Linked DNA regions of Zea mays: region 2 is linked to region 1. The links are chromatin contacts, called in public Hi-C maps. All regions are on one chromosome and are shown on one strand. The core of a region is the stretch at or near the end of the contact, and the rest is flanking DNA. Distances in the headings are between cores, read along the strand shown. Region 1 overlaps LOC100192709. Region 2 holds the start of LOC103650339.

The links. A called contact is a pair of places that touch in the nucleus more often than the background predicts.
Region 2: a contact with region 1 is called in a Hi-C map of ear, with 2.4 times the contacts expected there. The contact joins the promoter of LOC103650339 here to the enhancer-like site in region 1. A contact is called at or near these places in 2 of 25 Hi-C or Micro-C datasets (ear and endosperm).

Annotation. Positions count from the first base shown.
Region 1 is chr3:101,437,680-101,441,658 of Zm-B73-REFERENCE-NAM-5.0, reverse strand. LOC100192709 reads right to left here. Exons shown (of 13, transcript NM_001137911.2): 13 at 3,802-3,979. Among protein-coding and RNA genes, the nearest start is that of LOC100192709, 7.2 kb to the right of the region's middle. Within about 2 kb of position 1,653, at least 7 of the 20 cell types and tissues checked have an H3K27ac peak or open chromatin away from gene starts, as enhancers often do. A contact at or near this core is called in ear, where this site is marked.
Region 2 is chr3:101,764,259-101,767,971 of Zm-B73-REFERENCE-NAM-5.0, reverse strand. LOC103650339 reads left to right here and starts at 2,392. Exons shown (of 2, transcript NM_001374176.1): 1 at 2,392-2,738; 2 at 2,840-3,358. The coding sequence starts at 2,439. The coding sequence ends at 3,169.

The sequences.
Region 1 (3,979 bases), core at 404-2,903:
GAACCCCCCTCCGGGTAAGGACCATACCGCAAACCATTCAACTCAAAAACTCGGTTCAACCTGACTTTGGAACCTCGTATATCCCAACTCCTAACTAACTCTGTTTTCGACAAATATTTACCAACAATTTTAACACCCTCCGACTCAACTTCCCTAACTAAGGTGGCCGCATCCCCCCCCCCTCGCAAATCAATGGCGAAGGCAGGGCTCTGCACCATCCGATCACCCAAAAAGGGCATCGGGCGAATCTTGACTTCGTCCGGATCCCAGCCATGAGCTAGCGGCCACACACCGTAGGCAACGAATTCTTCAACCAAATCCCGGTCGCTGCTCATCCGGGCTGCGTGCCAATAGGCCTTCGCCCTTATCTCCTTTCTTCACTTTATATTGTGGAAATGCCACATAGTAATGTGAACACAAGATAGACAGGGGCAGACTAGGCACCCCTTCGATGTCCTCTGGTGCCACATAAAACCAGAAATCACACCAATTACCTCACTTGTTCTTGACGCCCGACACAATCTCAACAACTTCGACCGATGTTTTCCCAGTCCTCGGCGTAAATGTGCAGGACCTAAATTGGGTAATCAATCCACCAATCATCTTCTTCTGCCAATGAAGATAGTAATTCTTGGCGAAGACCTCGACCGATGGTTCCTCGCCGTACGAAGTGACCGCCCAGACAAACTTCGCCAACGCTACCATATCGTTCAGCGTCAACTGATGAATTTGAATTTCGAACTTCCGCAGCACTTCAACTAGAAACCGGTGCACAGGCAAGCGAAGTCCACCAGTAAAAAAAGTCTTAAAAACAACTAACTCGCCCTCCGGCTCAAGGACACCTTCAGCTCCCGGCGCATCTGTTTTATTACACATTCCTAGCAAATTGTATGTGTTCTTTACAGGTGGCTGCTTCTCAAGTCTTGCGTCAGACCTAGCGACAGATAGGAGAGGAGAGGTTGAGAGAGGAGGAAGGCGGGTGGCATGCGTCTCCACTGTAGCTAGATCCGACGACGAACGAGAACGAAGACGTGCACGAGACAAGACCTAGATGCCAAGTCTTCTCTGCCATTTCTCTTCAGATCCACCACTTGTGAAGCTCCCTACACCCGACAAATCTAGTGAAGGGAGAAGACAGAGCAGATCTATTGATGGCGTGAAGGAAGGGGGCAATGGTAGAAGCAGAAATAGTGGAGGAAAGGGGTCGACGAGGGAAGTGGTGGTGGCGGACTCACCTAACTCAACGAATGACGGCGGAGCTCCTCACGACGGCGGGTCATGGATGCACTGGTCACACAAGAGAACAAAGGAGCAGAGAGAACGAGAACACTGACTGACGTCCAATCGATTTGGCCGAGCAGCCTCATTCCAGATATCAGTCGTATAATGGAATATAGCCGCTCCAAGAACCGCTCCGCTCTCTCACTGCGTAACCAAACACTAGAAAATAGAAATGGAGCCACTCCAGTCTCTCTCAGTCCTCAACCAAACACATTAGTTACTCGTACATACAATCTCTCTCTATAGGAGTATAACACAAGTGAACAAGAACTATAGTGGTAAGAGCCAAACGTTCGGAACAAAGTGGGCTGAGTCCAAATCTTGCACGCCCCATTTTGTTCTGCAAAATAACAAGGCCACTTCTAGCCCTGCTAACTTTACTGTGACGGCATTGACGCCCAGGAGTCTGCACAAAGTAAAACAGATGGCGCATGAGGCGGGAATCAGCCTGTCTTTGGTTGAATTTGAACATCATTTACTAACGGGCTTGAAACACATGGTTTGTGCTATCAACGTGGAGAATTCACTGAATACTAGATATGATGATAACATGAAAAGCAGTAGTTCACACATGAAATAAGCGTGCAAGAGTTGTACCAACCACATCCCAACCCAGGGAGACCACAATCTGGTAACAAAACAACCTGCTAGAGACTCAGGGAGCAATAGATAGCCATACCTTGCTTGCCCATTTACACCATGGCTTCCTCCTTCCTTGCTACAATGATCCTGGTCAACACTCTCATGTGGTCAGCCTCTAGTGAAACCATAGTCCCCAACCAGATGGTCAGCAGTTACATTGCCACCAGAGCACAGTAGATACAGCGGCCGCGCTACTTCACCTTTGTCATGCTCGTCAGGGTGGTGCAGGAGAAGATACCCCGTAGCACCTTCAGGATGCCCCGGGATAGGCTTCTGTCCCCTGCGTCCATCTCTGAGAGCCAGGTGTTGGACTTCCTATCCAGGCATTCCATCACTGTGCCCCTGATGTCATCGACCTCATCAGGCTTCCCAGTGGATCCATAGTCCCCACCCACCACTAGGGCGACAACCAACATCAAGCATCAGAAGCTCTACTTCAACGGCATCAAGCTCACAAGTCCTGATCTCTGCCACTTGGGAGAGTCATTCAGGTGGCCATTGAATAAATGGAGTCATAAGGCCAACATATGCGAAGAATAAAAGCGGCAACTTGCACTCGCAATGCCGGTCTAATTTCAGCAGCACCTGAGAAGACTTTGACCGAAAAACAATCTTGAGCACATCTTCTCTACCATCTCCCAACACAGGTTCTTCCACGATCACTGCTCACGCACCTGCAGCAGAAAGCCCTCAAAACTCAGACACTTCTATGTCAAAAACTAGATTGGCTAGTGCATACTACCCCAATGGTAGCATTGACGTTTACCATTTTTAAAATCTGGATTCAAAGCCAGGTTCTTGTTCAATGAATGAATCGAATCTTCATTCAAGGAAAATAAGTGCACAGGAGTAGAATTTTATCTTTGATATGAGCTAATAACATAAACCTTCTAGAAGTCTGGTAACTTCACCTCATGCATTATGATACCATAATAAAATTACCAGCAATAACTTACAAATAACAAACATATAGAAAAATTTAACTGTAAGGCAGACATACTAATGAACTATGCATACTCATGTAGGACATACTCCAGTCCAGAACCACTTTCCTGTAATAAACAAATCAAAATAAGATCATAAAAGTGAAGTGCCAGGAGCCCAAAAACTTGCCAGAATCAGGAGCAAGCTCAGGAAAACAAGTTTAACAAACCACTACTGACACTTCAAAAATAGATGGACGAGAAATGAATAACTGATATCAGTATCACTAAGCAGAAAAATAGCAATGTCTTTTAACCAAACTACCTACAGCAGGTGGATTATTCAAACTTAAAATCAAATACAGCCAAGGCTCACAATTTGAACAGGGTTGAAACAAACCTGGAAACTTCGATGTGAAATACTCCCTCCGTCCCATAATATAGTTCTTTCTAGCCCTCTTTTTTTTGTTCACATTCAAATAAGTGATAATGAATAGACAGACATACAAACTACATCCATAGATCAATGTGAAATACTCCCTCCGTCCCATAATATAGTTCTTTCTAGCCCTCTTTTTTTTTATTCACATTCAAATAAGTGATAATGAATAGACAGACATACAAACTACATCCATAGATCAATTAATCAATATGTGTTTGATCTAAAACGAATTATATTTTGGGACAGGAGGGAGTATAAAATAGATGACGCAAAAAAGAGGGACTTGCATACTACACGCACACCCCTACACCCGAAAATAGACGACGCAAAAAGAGGGACTTGCATACTACACACGCACGCACACACACATTCATTGTTGCAGAGGTTGAGACGTTCTTCCTCATCTATTTGTTAATTATCTATAGAGAATAACTAGAAACAACTGATATAAACAGTATAAATAAGCTATGCAGCAGTGGTAGACCAGCAAAATGTTCAACCAGAGACTGAATTCAAAGAAAACCTTTTGCCAGGTATACATAACAATATTAGTCAGCAATACAAATTGTAAATTTGAGTTTATCCACTATTTCAGATACAGTGAACTGGGTCACAGCCTACATCTTCAGTCACATCTTGACTTCTAAAAGATAAGCCAAGATAGATCTGAAACAGGAAACACCCACACACA
Region 2 (3,713 bases), core at 1,143-3,642, 330 kb before region 1:
GGGACTAGTAATTGTATCACATTTGAGTCCCAGAGGATTGGCACGCTTCAAAAACTAGGAGTTCTAAATAGAGATGGCCAAACGGGCCTCCCGGCCCAGCCCCGCCAGGGCCCGATGAAGCCCGTCCTGTTTTGGGCCCGGCCCGCCAGGCACGGTTAGAAAACTAGGCCGGGCCATTTAAACCCGCGGGCTCGTTTCCTTGTCCAAGCTCGGCCTGAAGCGAGCCTAAACGGATCGGGCCGTCCCGGTAAGCACGGTTTAGTGCAAAAAAGCAGGCTTGACGGGCTTCGAGGTAAACAGGACGTGCCGGGCCAGCCCACCGTGCTTAGTTTTCTGCTCGGACCCGCATAGAACCGGGTCGTGCCGGGCTCGGATCGGACCCAAACAACGGGCTTCATGCCGGGCTCATGGGCCTCGTGCTTATTGGCCATCTATAGTTCTAAAATAAGAGTCAAATGAAACTAAGACAAAGAGATACTAAACTAATCAGAGCTCATCTCTATTTATAGAGGGTTATTTCTATTTCCTAATCTAACCCTATTTACATAAAGTCTATCCACTCCACTGGGTGTGAAATGGACAAACTCCTGGAGTTTTCGTCTGATGGCCATGCACTTCACTCGAAGTTGTTTCGCCTTGAGGTACCCTCCGTGATCACACCACGTGCCGCCTCCAGTTTCCACCAAAACTGCCATCGCTGGGTTTTAAGGCCAAGCCGAGTCGAAAACCCGTCGTCTATAGCGCTGGGTGGTTTTGAGGCTCAACCACCAAAACCGCTGTGAGTATCGCACCCCGTCTGCCTCCCCACGTTCTAGACACGTGTCCCGCTAGTCCTCGACCGCGCGAGTGCGTGTCCCAGATGTCAGCCACCACGACTGGTCACCCTAAGACTCCGGTCCTTGGTCAAATCCCAGTGCTCGTCCTTTACTGCTCTCGGTCCATCGGTACGAACCCGCAAAATCTTCACCTTCGTCGTCGACCACCGTCTCTGTGCTCCACATATATACACCTTAAGCCGACCGATATGGTTGCACATACATAATCTCACACTTTGGTCAGTCCTCTGACTACCCCAGAGTGCTACCCGTTGACAATCACTTATGATCAACTTGAATCGCAAGTGATAAGTCAACTTTATGTTTGCACCGGTGCATTCAAACACCCTGTTAGTTATATGCGTGGGGATTTTCCATCCCTAGGTTTAGCCTACCTTGCTCCCAAAGTAGATCTAAAAGTGATTTTAGCCGACTCAACCCCTCCTATTTTCTTGGTCTCAAACTGATCTTTGTCGCTTGTTTGGGAGCACCTTGCTATTCATTTTTTTAGTAAGAGGGGTTTAGAGCTAGTTTGGTAGAAAAGAATCAGAGCGGGTATCCTTTGTTATTGTTATTTAAAATTGAATAACAAAGTATTTTCTCACCATCAATTCTGTCTAATCATCTTTGCTCGATATAACACGGCGGAGGGCGCGCTCTGCCACTCTCTCTCTCTCCTATGCTGCTCCTTGACTCAAGTGGCGTCGTCTATGAACCACCGACCTGCTAGTTGCATCTACTCCTAACTCGGACAAGCTCACACGCATAGCCATTATTTACCTACGCAGTGATGCTGACGTGCAGAGCTGCTGGAGGCCAGCACAGACAGCAGCAGGAGAGTACGTGTATAGGTACTGTTGGAGATGGCGGATACGGATGGCCATCGCATCGCAGCTCCAATCTTCTCCAACTGGTCAACGTACACCACCGGTTTCCACTATGGACAGGAGCTACCCTGCGTGCACAGTACTAGATTATGTGCATTGTTGTTTCAAGACCAAGAGGTAATGCATGATAAATTGTGACTCGTATACGATGTGCAAGCAGGATCTAGTGCTACCCTCCAATTAATCCAACCAGCTCAGTTACAGTTCCTGCGTGCCCACCTTCTGAACAGACGAACCACCAACATCATCTCAGTTTACAGCCACGCTGCTGCTGCCCATGCAGCTGCACCTGCTGCACCTGCTTCTGCTTCTGCTGCAGCTGATCGCGCTTCAAATCCTACCAGCAGTCTACATACAGCTTACAAGGAGAGATTTTGAGGTGGCTCTCCTGGGCTGGGCTGGGCTGGCATTATGACGTGTACATGTACGTAGGTGGAGGTGCGTGGGGAGATTTGCGACATTTATTAAGGTCACTCTAGCTAGCTACTCGCCACCTTCAATGCCGGCCTGCCCTCCCGTTAATGCGGGTTGGATGAAGGCCATTGAAGCCTCCTCCCTCCCCTGCATGAACTCTCAGCATGAGCATCACCCCTCCCGTCAATCAAAACTACAGTGCTGTGCTACTACCCCTCTAGTCCAGCAATTGTCAGTTCTCTCCTCCTCCTAGCTAGCTATATATTGGTATGTACGTATATAAATAGACCCGTGGTGTGGTGGTGGCCAGCCACGACCGGCCATGACCACCGAGTTCCTCAGGGTGAAGAAGTTCCACCAGGACGAGGCCGCCCGGAGCCGGAGACTGATAGAGCTGCAGCCGGAGCTGTCGCTCGGCCCAGTGTGGCCGGGCTTGGCAACCGGTGGTGGCCTGGCAGCCAAGAGCTCCTCGATCGAGTCTCATGGAAGCCCCCGGAAGAAGAGGAAGAACTATACGGCGGCCAGCTGGGACTGGGAGGTGCATCAGCAGCCGCCCGCGAGCCTGGATCTCCAGCTCAACCACCCCCTGCCTCTCGACTGGGAACAGTGCCTCGACCTCCAAGTGAGTACCAATACTCTCTGTGAGTAAAATATCACCTACAAGTGTCCTGCCATGATTAATTGTCTCTCATCATTGTGTATTTTTTGTTTTTTGGCATGCAGTCTGGGAGGATGTATTACCTGAACAGGAAGACGCTGAAGAAGAGCTGGGTTCGACCCCGGGAGCAGAGCCTGAATAACGTGGACCTCAACATCTCCACAGCTCCCGACGAGGATGAGCCAGGGAAACCCGCTGGCACCTTGTTCTCTGGAGGCAACATGGTGGCCGTGCCGTGCGCCAACTGTCACCTCCTAGTCATGCTCTGCATGTCCTCCCCGTCCTGCCCCAACTGCAAGTTCGTGCAGCCGCTGCCACCTTCTGTTGTGCCGCCTGCCTATCCGAGGCTCGGTGCCGCCGTCAAGCCGCTGGAGACCCTCAGCCTTCTCCATTAGGCGCATGCACGCGCGCTCCACTGGCAGAAGCTTGTAGAAAGGAGGAAACCATAGTTGAGTTGTGTGGTGCATGGGTTAGTATTACTATTACCTGGGTAATGGGTGTATGAATGTGAAATCATGCATGCATATAAAAAGGGGTACGGTCGGTTGCACGAATCAAACAAATCAATCAAATCTACTTTATTTCCTTTGTTGTTCATCGCACTAGGAGTGGGAGTATCCTTTCCCCGGCCACCGAATTTCCATCGCAAATGAGCAGAGGAGACCCACTCCTGCATCAGGGTCAAGGATCATCCGGCCTCATGCTGTAGACCGTCCATACGTCGTAGAGAGCATTGTCAGTTAGTACACTTCTAGTGTTTGGTGTCGAGGTCAAGTACCGGCAACACGCTACCACTACCGGAATCGGGCTCTTTGCCGAGTGTCTGAAAAACACTCAGCGAAGGCTTTGCCGAGTATGACACTTGGCAAAGAGAGATCGGCGAACTGTACATCGTCAACGGCTTCTTTGTCGAGTACTTTTTATCGGGCACTCGACAAA